2 separate regions of the Rattus norvegicus genome follow, and region 1 is linked to region 2. Evidence: chromatin contacts called from public Hi-C data. All regions are on one chromosome and are shown on one strand. Each heading gives the region's core, a stretch centred on a gene start, on an enhancer-like site or on the middle of the called end of the contact. The rest is flanking DNA. Distances are from core to core; before and after follow the strand shown. Region 1 holds the start of Trpm1 (transient receptor potential cation channel, subfamily M, member 1). Region 2 has its middle 15 kb from the start of Klf13.

Evidence for each region. Hi-C and Micro-C count contacts between places; a contact is called where the count stands out from the background.
Region 1: a Hi-C map of kidney shows a contact between it and region 2, with 2.9 times the contacts expected there. The contact joins the promoter of Trpm1 here to the enhancer-like site in region 2. A contact is called at or near these places in 7 of 12 Hi-C or Micro-C datasets (the A7r5 cell line, the Rat2 cell line, Schwann cells and 4 more) and 1 of 1 datasets of contacts at active chromatin or transcription factors (oligodendrocytes).

Annotation. Positions count from the first base shown.
Region 1 is chr1:127,126,117-127,132,968 of GRCr8, forward strand. Trpm1 (transient receptor potential cation channel, subfamily M, member 1) reads left to right here and starts at 4,570. Exons shown (of 27, transcript NM_001037733.1): 1 at 4,570-4,787. The coding sequence starts at 4,713.
Region 2 is chr1:126,959,753-126,966,215 of GRCr8, forward strand. No RefSeq gene overlaps it. Among named protein-coding and RNA genes, the nearest start is that of Klf13, 15 kb to the left of the region's middle. Within about 2 kb of position 2,224, at least 55 of the 93 cell types and tissues checked have an H3K27ac peak or open chromatin away from gene starts, as enhancers often do. A contact at or near this core is called in the A7r5 cell line, Schwann cells and kidney, where this site is marked.

The DNA.
Region 1 (6,852 bases), core at 3,320-5,819, 170 kb after region 2:
GGCTATTTTTACAACATTAGTTCTACCCGTCCATGTGTATGGGAAGGGCTCTTTATCTTCTGGTGTCCTTTTCAATTTCTTTCTTCAGTGTTGTATAGTTTTCATTGCATAGGTCTCCCGCTTTGAGGTTATTAGGAATGGGATTACTTCCCTGGTTGTTTTCTTAGTCTGTTTGTCTTTGGTATGTAGGGAAGCTCAGATTGTATTGACGTTGTAGCCTGCCACTTTGCTGAAAGTGTTTATCAGCTCTAGGTAGTGAATTCTTTAGGGTCTCTCCTGAATAGAATCATGCGGTCTGCAGTTGGGGATGCTTTGAGTCCTTCTTTTTCTGTTTGTATCCCTTTTATTTCTTTCTCCTGTCTTATTATTCTGGCTAGGACTCCAACCTGCCTATTGACCAGGAATGGTGTAATTGGACCTTCTCCACTGCTTTCTGATTTCAGTAGGAATGCTTCAAGTTTTTTCTCCATTTAACAAACTACAGGATTTCTCATAGTCCTAGGCTGCTGGGGGTTTTTATTTGTTCCTGTTTTAGTAAGGACTGATGGCTGTATGTTGTCAAACATGGAGCTTTTTGCTCTTTTTCTTGGTTTTGGCCCCCCTGGGATGGGCCATATGGCTTCAGCAACATCAAGATGATCACAGAGCACATTTGTGAATCTGTTAATGTGCTCAACCGTGTGAATGGATTTTCTTGCACTGAGGACCCCTTGCATTCTGGGAATGGGGTGGAGGCTGCCCATCATGTGGTGCCCTTGTTTTAGAATTCTGCTAGGCCCAGTTTGTGCCTGTAGTTGTAATGAGTTTTTACTTCTGTTATAGCTTCGCAGCAAATTGGCCAAAGGTGCCCTCTCCTGGTCAGGTTTTTAATGCTAGGAGTGTGCCAGCACTATCCGTCAAATACGCCAGGAAGGTCTCCATACTTTCCCATGTTCCAAAAATTAAAGAAATGGTAGAATTAAGCCATGCGAACCTAACAGACCCAGGGAAGGCCTCTAAGAGCTCCAGAGAAAAAGATAGAGGAGGGAAGGAGGGAAGGAAGGAGAGAGGGAGGGACGGAAAAAGGGAGGAGAAGGGAGAGGAAGGGGGAGGGAGAAGGGAGGGAGATTCACAGTGTAGCTTTACAACCATAGGACACACTGCTAGTGTCAAAGTGTCTAAGTATTGCTGAGAGAAGCAATGAGGCCCAAGAAACTCAGAGGAAGGTCAAGGAGCAAAGGCCAGAGCAGCACCTAAGAAGAGGGAGACAGGGACAGCGCCCTGGGGGCGGAAGAGGGATGGGCTAGTTTAGTCTAAGGGCCAAGGGCTTTTAAAAAGAAGTATATGTCCACACCTGCAAGCTTGAAATGCTAGTCCTTTTTAGTACCTATGGCATAGGTTGATGTTTAAGCTGTCTGGGAGACCACAGTTTGGAAGTGGCTAGGATAGGGTAAAGGTGGGGGATCAGGGCACATGACTATCTCAGCAACTCCTAGGCTTTACACATTCCTCACAGGGTACCAGCCACTGAAGGGAGAAGCCTGGAGGCAGACCAGCTGTGGGAAACAGATCAGCAAGAACTGGCCTGGCTTTGATCTGCACATGTGGGGTCTTAGCACAGAAGACGTGCAAGACATAAGGCCCAGAGCAGTGGTCAGGGCTGTGGGTGTCCTTGGGAATTATAATGGCTGAGGGCCAGAGAGAAGTCATTTAGATTTGAATCTAGAAGTGAGGAGAGCCCGGGGCTTAGAGAGAGCCTTAAAAGAGACAACAATCACAGATCAGATGCAAGAAGCTGGACCATTTAGTATGCTGAGGGTTTGCCGGTGACCAGGAGGAACACTAGGACCACATGCTCAGGAAGCATCGGCACAGCTCAAGTCTTCTGTGAGACCACAGGAGTTGGGACTGAATATGCCGCCATTACTTTCAGTAATGTGAAAGTTGGAGCACTCCCTATGCCTGCTCCCAACACAGCCTTCTTTGGGAATATCTTTTTTTTTCTTTTTGAGATAGACCATGTCCCTCTGTTATCTGAGCTAGCTTTCAACTCCTGAGTTCAAGATAATTTTCCTGCCTCAGTATCCTTTGTGCCGGGTACTGCCAGTCTGCACCTTATTGGAGGGACCTGATCCTTCCAGCTGCTCTGGCCTGACAGTGCCTTGTAGTTTCCTGTCATTTACCTTCTCCTTAGACTAGGCACCCAACACTTTAGCACATCCCTTTGGCTTTACTTACAAGCTCTCCCTGAAATCAGGCCACCACCCTTCAAGGCTGCAGGCTCCACTCTGTCCCAGAGGCTGTCGTTCCACTGAGCTGACTTGCAACTTGGGTTCTAGCTAGTCCAGTCCAGGGACTATCATGGACCCTTTAGATTGTAAGCCAGAATGAACAGAATCTCAGTTTTATTCATCTGTTCCTTCCTTCTGCACTCCTTTCCAGCTATTTCCAGATCTTTCTGGACTGTGCCAGGTACACCTTAAAGTCAAGGCCTTTGCTCTCATGCTGGTGTTTGCCTGAAAATCTTTCCCTAACCCTGACTTTCTGTAAGGTGTGATCCTATGCCCTCTGGCCCAGATTTTTAAAGGTCTTCTGAGACTTTCCTCGCTGGACGTAGGCAACCCCAGCCTGATCGCTGCGTTTTCCTTCCCTCTCCATCCGCACCATCCTCCCCCATGATGTGTTGCATTGCTTAAGGATAGTACATCTGACTCCACCCCGCTTCTCTTCTCGTGCTGGCTAGTTTTATGTCAACTAGAGTCCTTATCTGAAAGAAGGAAACCTCACTTGAGAAAATGACTCCATAAGATCTGGCTGTAAGGCATTTTCTCAATTAGTGACTGATGGGGAAAGGCTCAGCCCATTGTTGGTGGTGTCATCTCTGGGCTGGTGGTTGTGGATTCTATAAGAAAGAAGGCTGAGCCATCCATGAGGAGCAGGCCAGCAAGCAGCATCCCTCCATGGCCTCTGCATCAGCTCCTGCCTCCAGGGTACTGCCCTGCTTGAGCTCCTGTCCTGACTTCCTTCAGTGATAAACAGTGATATGGAAATGTAACTCAGATAAACCCTTTCCTGTCCAAATTCCTTTTTGGTCATGTTGTTTTATAGCAATAGAAACCCTAACTAAACTTTCCCTTATTAGGAAGGACCAGCTCCAGAAGAACAAGGACTGTCACCTGTTTGTCTCCATTGTGTCCCCAGTACCTGTTGAAATGAACGGTTGCAGGGAGTGCAGAGTAGAATGGGTTAGGGAGTGCACGGCCAACATTGCTTGGTAGGTATGTGCTGGAAAGATCATCTCCCCAGTCTTCTAAGTCAGACTTCCAAAGGCCATGGCTCTACCTTCTGAACCTTCACAGCCAAGCAGTTGTTTTGGGGCCAAAAGCCATATCCAAGAAAGTTGGACGTTGGGCTGCATGGCTGGCAAAGTAGCTTTTACTTACCTCCAACCTTGTCTGTCTGTACTGTGTGTTGATTATTTTCTATGCCAGTGGGGCTCCTTGTCTATGACTGCAAGCCTTTTTTTTTTCTCCTCTGCACATTAGCAGATACAAACACCAATGGAGTCATCTTGAGAGGGTGACATATGGGAGTGCTGGAATAGAGTGCTGGGAAGGCTGCTGGATCAATCTGCTGCGTACCACCACCCATCCCCTATCCCACACAGCAGCACAGCAGACCTGTGTCCTGTCCTAGCCTGCCATACCCCTGAAATACAATGACCTGATCCCCCACATAGAACACAGAATGGACCTGAAACGGGCATGGGATACACACAACAAGGTACACTGCTTTGTTCCCCAGTTCGTGGGAGAAGCACACCCAATGGCTTCTAGAAGGGAGTTTCCATCTACCCTTTCTAGGCCTGGAAACACACTCTACTTATATATGAACTCCCTGGCCTCTGTCTTTGCTAGTCAGATTTTGTCAGCTTGACACAAGTGTTATTTGGGAAGAGAAACCTCAGAGAATGCCTCGCTGGAATTGCCTGTAGGCAAGTCTGTAGGGAGTTTTCATGATTAATGATTGATGTGGGCAAACTCAGCCCACAGTAGTGTTTGTGGAGCCATACTTGGGGGAAGGTGGTCCTGGGGTGTATAAAAAAGCAGGATGAGAAAGCTGTGAGCAAACAAGCCATAAGCAGCGTTCCTCATGCCTTTTGCTTCAGTCCCTGCCTCCAGGTTCCTGCCTTGAGTACCTGCCCTCACTTCCCTCAGTGATGGAGTATGAGCTCGGAGTTGTAAACTGAAATAAACCATTTCTTTCCAGACCTGATTTTGGTCATGGTATTTTTTTCTGCACAATAGAGACATTAAGTAAGACACAGCTCAACAAGGGACCTTGGGCACCAGTGATGAAGGTTCACACAGTCACCTTTCTGGATCCCCAAATCCTCATCCTGTGCCCCCTCCTGCAGCCACCACTTTCTCAAAGTAGATTTTACTTCCAATTGCCATTTGCTAAATCTGTCTCTGAAAAACCATGCGGGGGGAGTGGGGATTAAGGCTGATTACAGATGTTACAGAAGCCATCTATCTAGTCTCTGAGCACTGGATGGGAGTCCAGACGGAGGGTGAGAAACGGTCCAGCTCCTTCTGAGCTGACTGAGCCACCAATATCACCCCCGAACTCTGAGCCCTGCTGTCCAGCCTGGTAAAGAGAACTCTCTTGCCTCAGCCTATTGGAGACTCCCATGCAGCAGGCTGGGCCTCACAGGGAATGCAGAAGCACCAATGGGGTCCATGAGGAAAATGAGCAGCTCCTTCAAGCGTGGTTCAATCAAGAGCTCCACATCAGGGTCCCAGAAGGTGAGTGAGCTTTGCTTGAGGCCCAAGGGCAAATGGACAGCAGGATCAAGGGACACGGGCCTCTATTCTGTTTGATTGCTGCTCCAATGGGCTCTTGTCTTCTAGGTGTGTGTGTGTGTGTGTGTGTGTGTGTGTGTGTGTGTGTGTGTGTGTGTATGTACTCTCTACTACACAAAGCTCCTTTCTTAGGAGGTGAACCTGCATTTCCTGCCTCTGTGTCCTGTGTCCGATGTCTCTGCTCTCTCCCTTTATCAGGATGCTGCACTGGTACCTGTGGCCAGTATCCTCATGGCTGTGAGCCATGGCATCCTTTGTCTACACCATGAAAGGTCTCTTATGTGGTTCACCTGCCCCCTGCTTTGTTCTGTTCACAGGTTTATAGAATTACTGGGGGTCTGGGGTACATGATGCTGCACTGTGTGCCTCAGCGATGTTCAGGGTGTGGAGTACACCACATGAATGGGGGCAGGGTTGCTTCTAGAAGATGTGAGGGTGGCCCTGAGTGATCCCTGCTCTGGGTCTGGGTTTCTGTGGTCTTCAAGCAGGCTGAGTGAAAGTCCCGCTCTGTAAATGTGTCTACTGTGTCAGGCTCACTTGTCTTCTGGACCTGCTCCATCCAAGGCGACAGAAAACTAGCTCAGGAATGGGTGGCCCTTGATATCTCGGGCTGCCAGAAGGGGTCTTTTGGACCCATGTTACCATGGTCCATACAACGGGAGACCTGATTAAGAAAATCAGACACAACCTGGGATCTTGTGGGCTATGTCCTTGGATAGAGACACACCAGGTACTTGGCTACACAGTATGTTTATTATATACAAAATAAGAGGAGGCTGGTCAGCTAACATGTTTATTATATACAGTATGGATGAGAAGGCTGGTCAGCTAATCTTGGTAGGTGGTCTGTATAGAGAAGCGGACTCAGGGGGGTCTGACTGTGTAGCCATTTGGGCTGAGAAAGTTCTGTATAGTTTGTACTTCTGTTTTTTAGCTAAAGGTCGCCCATTCACCAACCTCCATACTTGGACCAGGGAAAGGCCTTGCTATCCTATGAATCTGAGGCATTAGCGTCCTTGATGTGGCCAAGCTCATGGCACGATGGCTCATTCAACAAGTCTACACTCTCTTCCCACATTCGGTGTCCTGATAGTTATCAGCCACCCTCATGTAGAGGACGAGGAGGAGGTAGAGGCTCCTGATTTCCACAGGCTCTGGAATGGTGGGGGTGGTGCTAATCTTCTGTCCCTTCCAAGACACTGCTCCACAGAGGGTGAAGGAGACAGGAAGGAGAGGGTGTGAGCAGAAGGTGCACCCCTGCGGGAGCTCTTTCTGACATGCCAGCCAGTGCCCTGGTCAGTGTTGGGAACAGAAGCCAGGCCAGCAGTGTGAGCCAGGTGAGTGCCTCAGGGAAGGTATTCCTCAAGACGGACACTGAGTCATCATGGGAGCTGACCAGGCTGTGGCCTCACAGCACAGAAACAGCTGGACATGTATCCAGCCAGTTGTTTCCCAATGTCTGATGTCCCAGGAACCTGAAGACACACACAAAGAAAATAGGAAACGGTTTATTTTTGAAGGCTTTTTTTCAAGTTTCAAGAATAGAGAAGATCCATCCCCAGGGGCTCCTTGTGGGTGGTAGAAGGTACATCTTTCTGTTCTCCCGGGCGTGTGAGAGTCAGCAGTCTTTCTGCAGAGCCCACACACCCACGGTGTCTTGTAAATTAGCATTCACAAATCTACCGCCACACTTGGCAGGAACACGGCATTCACATGCCGCTAGCTATGCGGCTGCGCCCACACGGTGCTGCATGACCCTCTCCTCCCCAGAACACAGCTGCTCACACTGCTAACTGATAAGCTCTGGAAGGAGGCAGGCTGTGCTGTACTGGAATTCCACGTCTCTGTTGCTCTCTGCCTGGTGCTTACCCTGTGAAGTAGCAGAGTCTAGGTGTGGGAACCCAGCAGACGGGAGGAACATGTTGAGTGTGGTCAGCGTTGAAAACTAGCACTTCTCTCCCCTCCTTTCGTTCTCTCTCCTCCTATTCCCTCTCTGTCCCTCCTTCTC
Region 2 (6,463 bases), core at 974-3,473:
AGAGCCCTGGAAAAATTACAGGAAGAAGAGAGCGAAGAATGTGCCGAGTGGCTGAAGAGAGCCCTGTCCCCGCGTGAACTTCGCCCGCCCCGGCCAGCCCCTCCCTCGCCAGAGCGCGCCCAGAGGCCTGGGGAGGGGGTGGCGAGACTCCAGCAACGGGAGCACCTACGCCCCAAAAGGGAGCGCCGCCCGTCCCCCCACCCCAACCACCTCCAGCGCACCTGCCCGCGCCGCCCGCAGCCCGGATGACGACATCTACCCCCGCGGCCCCGCCCCAAGAGCCCAGGAGGGGGCGTGCCCGATGGGGGCGCGGTCGCCGAGAGGGCGCCGGCTCGAAGCGCCACGGCCAGCGTCACGCGAGGCCGGAGCGCCAGGGCAGGGGCGCGGCCGCGATCGCCCTCAGCTCCCCGCTCCCCGCCCCCGGCCCCGGCCCCCTCTTGCGCTGAGCCCCGAGCTCTGGGGGCGTGGCCGGTCCCAAGCAGTCCCTAGTCCCCGCGTTCGCGGCGTCCCGGCCGCCCCACTGACCTGTGTGAGTTCTCAGGTGCGCCTTGAGGTGCGAAGATTTCCCGTAAACTTTCTCGCAGCCCGCGTAGTGGCACTTGTGCTTCCTCTGCGGGGACTCGAGGTCCGCGCGGCTGCGGCCCCGCCGACCCCTTTGTCTGAGGCCAGGCTCGCCGCTCCCCGCGGGGCCCGGCTCTGGCTCCAATGCCGCCTCGGGCTCGCTCCACGCGGGGCTGGGGGGCGCGGCCGGCGCGCCTGCTTGTCCAGGGGAAGCGGGCTCTGGGCCGGGCGGCGGCGCAGGGGGCGCGGGCGGCAGGCGGCAGGGGGTCCTCGCCTTGCGCGCAGCAGCCCCTTCTCTGCGTTCCGCGGGGGCGGGGGCCGGCGCCTGCTGGTTGAGGTCCGCTAGGATCCGAGCTACCACGAAAAGAGAGGCGCTGTCCTTGCCGTCGCGGCGCTCGTCAACGCGGGGCAGTGTGGGGGCGGCGGCGGCCGCGCCCTCGGGCCGGGGTTCAGGTCCTTCCCGCGGCTCGTGCACGACTGCGCGGCTGGACATGGACACGAGGCACTCGGCGGCAAAGTGGTCCACATAGGCGGCGGCTGCCATGCTGCGGGCTCGGGCGCGCGGTGCTCTCGCAGGAGTCGTCAGCGGCGCATCCGCACCCACGGCCTCCGGAGAGCGGCGGGGGGCGGGGGCGCGGCGCGCCCTCTTCTCCGGCTGGGCTGGGCTAGGCTGGGCGCGTAGCCGCTTCTGCCGTCACCCGCGCGGCTCCGCGTCCTCCTGGCCGGGCACTGGAGGGTGAGCGCATGGGGGGCTCCAGTGAGGTGGGTCCGCGTGCGGCGTCAGAACCGGCCTGTCCTAGGGACGTCGAGCGGCGGCGACGTTAGGCACGACCCCTGCAAGTTGCGGTCGCAGTTCCACCGTGCATTGTGGCAGGCGGGACAGCCTCCGTGCGCGCCGCGGCTCGGTGTGGGCGGACCGGCCCCGGGGGTGGGCGGGGCCGGGGCCACATCTGGACCCGACGTCAGCCCCCAGCCACATCCTGGCGGCGCAGGTTACAGGCGGCAGCGGCCGCAGGGAGCAGCGCGCACGAAGGGGGCGGGGAGCCTGGAGCGCGCACCGTCCCTCCGGTGCGGTCGCGCGCCCGCGTCTTAAGGGGCGTGGCCAGTGGCAGACGCGAACTCCATTGGCTCTAGAGTACTTTATCCGGCCAATCCGGACCTCTAGAGGGCCCTACTGGCCGCGGGACCTGCGCGCGCCAGTGGGCGTGTCCCCTGGGCCTGCAAGAGGAGGGGCGGAAATCGGAGCCGGGCGCGGGGCGCGCAGACGCATGACGTCCGAGGGTGGCGGGCCGCTGTGTAGCGGCGCAGGGCTAGGGCGCGTGCCTCCCGCAGCGGGAACCTCGCCGGGCCTTTCCATGCCAGAGCTTTTGTGAGCAGGCAGCAGTGGGTGGCACGAGGATGGCAACGCTGGGGAGGGCACCCTGTGGTCGCTCGGCCGGCTGGGAGTGCGGGCAAGGTGGCGTATCTGTCCCGGCCGGACCTAGGCGGCTGACCTCGCCTTTGGGCGGCACATTTCCGAACCTCACCCCACCGCAGCGGAGTTCTCGGGTGGCCGGGCTTGCATTGCAGTCTCCAGCCACCTCCTCACCCTGCTCCTACTGAGCTCAGGTCCTCGATGCAACCTTGGCCGGAGCCATGTCACTACTGGGGCCGCCCCGCCCCCGCGCGGCCGCACTGCCCTTGAGCCTATGTTAACCTGGCTGATGCAGGACCCACCACTGCCAGTGCTGAGAGAGTGAGCTACGTGCTGGGGCTGCGGTCGCGGCTGTTCAGGGAACGCAGGGCCCCTTCCTCCCCCTTCCTGCCCCAGGCCTGCTGCCAACTTCTCCAGGCCGCCCCTCTCCCACCGCGGTCGTGGAGGCTTCAAACACCACCAGCTGCGAGGACCCCGCCCAGGGCGCCCCACCCATCCACTGTCTGGGCCTCTGAAGGAAATGCTCCGCTGCGCCCTGCCGGGGCCTTCCAACTAGGCCACCTTGCTCTAAAGTCTAGACACACATTCATGTTCTTTCTCTCTGAACACTAGGCCACCGTAAGAGAGACCATAGCTTCCTACTGCCTTTGAACCAATCTTAATACACTCAGGACTGGCCGCAACTGCCTCTGACCTGTGAGGATAGGATCAGCAGCCTCTGCTTTTCGTTGTGGATGATGCCTGGAAATAAGTCAGCCACTGGCAAGTCAGGGAAAGCGACTGCCGGTTGGTTGACCCCAGTGGGTTAAAGGGTCGGTCATCTTACTGGAGAAAATTAAGAACTATGGCTCTGATTTTTAAGTTCTTCAAATTAAATGGGAGCCTAAAATAGAAAAGACTTTGGTTCCTGATAATCGGAGAAACATCGATTTGGTATTTTCAGTTGGGAAACTTGTTAATGTTTGAACACCCCTAAGTGTGAGCACACACCCTGAATTTCCTCACTGATGTCTTGTGGAGAAGCTGGATCAAGGCTTTGTAGGAGGGTCTCAACTTGGCAGAAAATAGTCATCTTTGTTCCAGGCAGATTGTGTTGATGACATTTAAGAGACTGTGTCCTGACCGAGGGATGACTCAGAAGGCTCCTCCATTCCCACCACATGCCACAGACAGTCATTTCATTGGGAAAGAGCTGGCCCCTACACTGCCTTTCTGGCCATGTATTCCTTCATGTCCCTCTGCGGCCAGGGGGGATTCGACAGTCTTTTTGGTGGTGCCCTCCTGGGCTCTGCCTACACTAGGACAAAGTGGACCTTTTTGGGACATGCATATTCACTGGACCTCCTTATAGGCTTCTAGGGTAGCCTGAGTCAATGGACCCTTCTGACATGCCCCATCCAATCTTTCTTCCTGATGGTCTCCCAAAGGGTTTTCCCCATTTAGATGTTATATACAAGCAGCATTACCTTGAATGATTTCTCACCATTTCACTTACCAAGTATGTAATGATTGAGCTCTCAAAGTTAACCTTTCTTGTCCCAACCCCAGATGGAAATACCCTAGGGGTTCAGTTCTGTTCTGCAGTTAATATCTCATAGCTCTGGGTCCATGTTTCTGTGCTAAGAGAATCTTGACAACAATAGTATAGGTAAGAGTAAGGATGTTTCCCTTTAGCTGGAAAGAAGAGGAAAACCAGCACAAAACAGACCTGGCTGGACCAAAGTGGGAGCAAGTGAGCCATAAGGGGACTAATGATGGGTGAGGTTTGGAGTGAAGGTGGTAGTTGTTCCTTTTGGAGCCTCTAAAGCAACCTTGGCTATAAGATACAAATCTCAACTATAAGACAAGAATGCACATGGACAGGAGTAGGAGAAGAAGCAAGCAGACAGTGAAGCTGAAACATGCCCAAGAAAATGAAAGCCTGAAATAGGAAGGAAGGTTTCCCCACAAGGGTCACAAATGGTGACACTGGGTACCTCTGGACGTGGAAGGGAAAGGAACTTGAAATAAGAATGGTCCTAAATGATTGTGCTAGAGTCTGTTCTGAGATATTCAGGTGGGCTGCCGGCTCTGTGTAGCCTCACAGCTGCCCCCTCCTCTTCCTGAGGAGAGACTGTATCTATCTAAAGGAGGCAGAGATCAGTCTCCAAACAGTGGCAGACAGAGGCAGTGGCGCTCATGTGCCTGCTGACAGCTACAAGCCCCTTTCAGGGGTTCCATGGCACAAGAAGCCAGGAAGCCTAGAAGAGGCCTTTGGGCTGAGCAAGCCAAGCCACAGGGAATGATCAACACAGTCTGACATCCATAGCTGCTCACGTAGTGTCCGATTAGTATACATACTACACAGAATGCCACAGTGAAAGGTGCTACTTGATACAGCACTTCTGGTCCGTCTCAGGCCTTCCCAGGCAAGTAAGAGTGGGCAGCTGAGCTGATAGGAAACCTTGCATCAGGAAACACAAAGCCACAATAGGTTGGTTTTTGTTTGGTTTTGTTCTTGCTAAGTAAGTTGTAGGAAATAAGCCATGTAGAGAGAGAGGTAAACATCAACAAAACCACCAATAATATCAACAGGGAAATGTTAAAAAAAAAAAAAAAACAAACCACCATCTACAAAGGGAAAGTGCGCGTGAAGGCATATTTAGGAGTAAAAGAAAGAGTTCTTGAAGTATCAAAGCGAAGTAGCAATCATATAAATGACACAGTTTCATTGGAAAGACTGAGAGAGAACATTAACCAGAAAGAATCCACAAAAACACAGAATGGAAAGGGAAAAAGGAAAATTAAAGAATCAACCAGAAAGTGCTTTGGTCAGTTAATAGGAACCCTAACATGGTGGCTGGAGAAAAGTCACTGAAGAATGAGTCCAAGGGAAGTCTTGACAATCAGAGACTGTGCGTTTGAAAGGCCATGGAGAGTAAGGGCATGAGAGAAGGTTCCCATACTGTATCTTACCACCCTTGAATTTCTGAGTGTCAGGGAAGGTGGCCTGATGGTAACTGTAGTCCCTTGCAAACTGGAGCCAGAGCAGTGGGCTTCTCACAGCTGAAGCAGCTGCTAGGATCAAAGAAACAGTCTGAGGGAAGACTACCGTAGCTGTCACCTAGCTAAACAGTGAACCAAACATAAGCATCCATCGGTAGACATGGATACATTCTAGGAAATGTCTCCTTGGGCAGTTAGGGTGCTGTGGGCACTGCAGACTGTGCCCATGCAAGACTGAGAGCTGTGTGTTGGAAGAGACACAAAAAGCTTGACGTAATACTCTTCACCGTAGTTGGGATTCTTGTGGCCCGAAGGCAATGTGTTACCATTCGCACTATTGACTTATGGCAAAGCCAGAGATAGGGCCTAATGAAACATGTTCTTGGGGTATGATCTCGGGGAGAATAGAGACCCTAGACCTTTTACGTTTGTCCTTGCTCACTGCTGCCATTGGTCTGGGACTGAAATCTCTAAAACCATGAGCCAAAGTAACTTACTTCCTGCTTTAAAAAAACGTACGCACTATTTCACAACTATCCTTAAGTAGGAAGAATATACATTGGATTGTAAGAGTAACCAGTGTCAGATGTGCCTTGCTCTGCTTTTGGATGACTGGTAGCCCAGTAGGTTTGTTTTTACCAATACCTCATGTAAGTAATCCATTTCTCTGTGATCATCGACATACCGGGCATATTGGAGGTAATAGGAATCTATTCGGAATTCCCTTTAGGGGATCATGGTGGTGTGTGTTTTCTAAACTGACGGAGACTTTGTTACATAGCCCAACTGCATTTTTAGATGCAAGAGGTTCTTAAAAGTTCCCTTCCCTTAGTGGGGAAATGTATCATTTTCATGATAGGAGACACCTGAGCTCATGAGTCACCAAAATGAAGAAGGTAAGAAAAGGACCTTGTATAATCCAAGAAACAGGGTGCTGGACACAGGATAGAGGGGAGAGGAAGTTCCAGCCAAGAGCTGCCCTGATGCTTGCTGAAGAACCGAGAGTGGCAGATCCTCCATCAGTTAGAAGGGGCTGGCTGTGCTGCAGATCTTTGTTTCTGGCACACTGCACATCCATCATGAGGTGCACACTGCACATCCATCCTAAGGTGCCTGTCATCAGCAGGTGGATGGAGCAGCCTCTTTCTGCGGTGTGCTGGTTGCCATGGCAGAGGGAAAGGGAGGACGTTAACCTTGCACTGTTACTTACCCGTTCTCCCTGCACAAAATACATCTTCTCCTCTCTGGGTGGCCTGACCTAATCTCAAGTGCCTTTTATATCTGGATCTATAGGCAGAAAGAATGGAAGGAATTCACTGAAACACACTGTGTGGCTTCCAAGTTAAAGCCCAGAACTTCTGTAGGATGCTCTGATTTCTTCATAGAGCCCATATGGCTCCTTTTGGTCTAGAGGCTTATAACCTAAAAGTAAGCTGTCAGAACCCACAGCCCTCGCTGTATTTAGGTGGTGTTAAGAGATGGCGGAAACCTTAACAGGCAGGG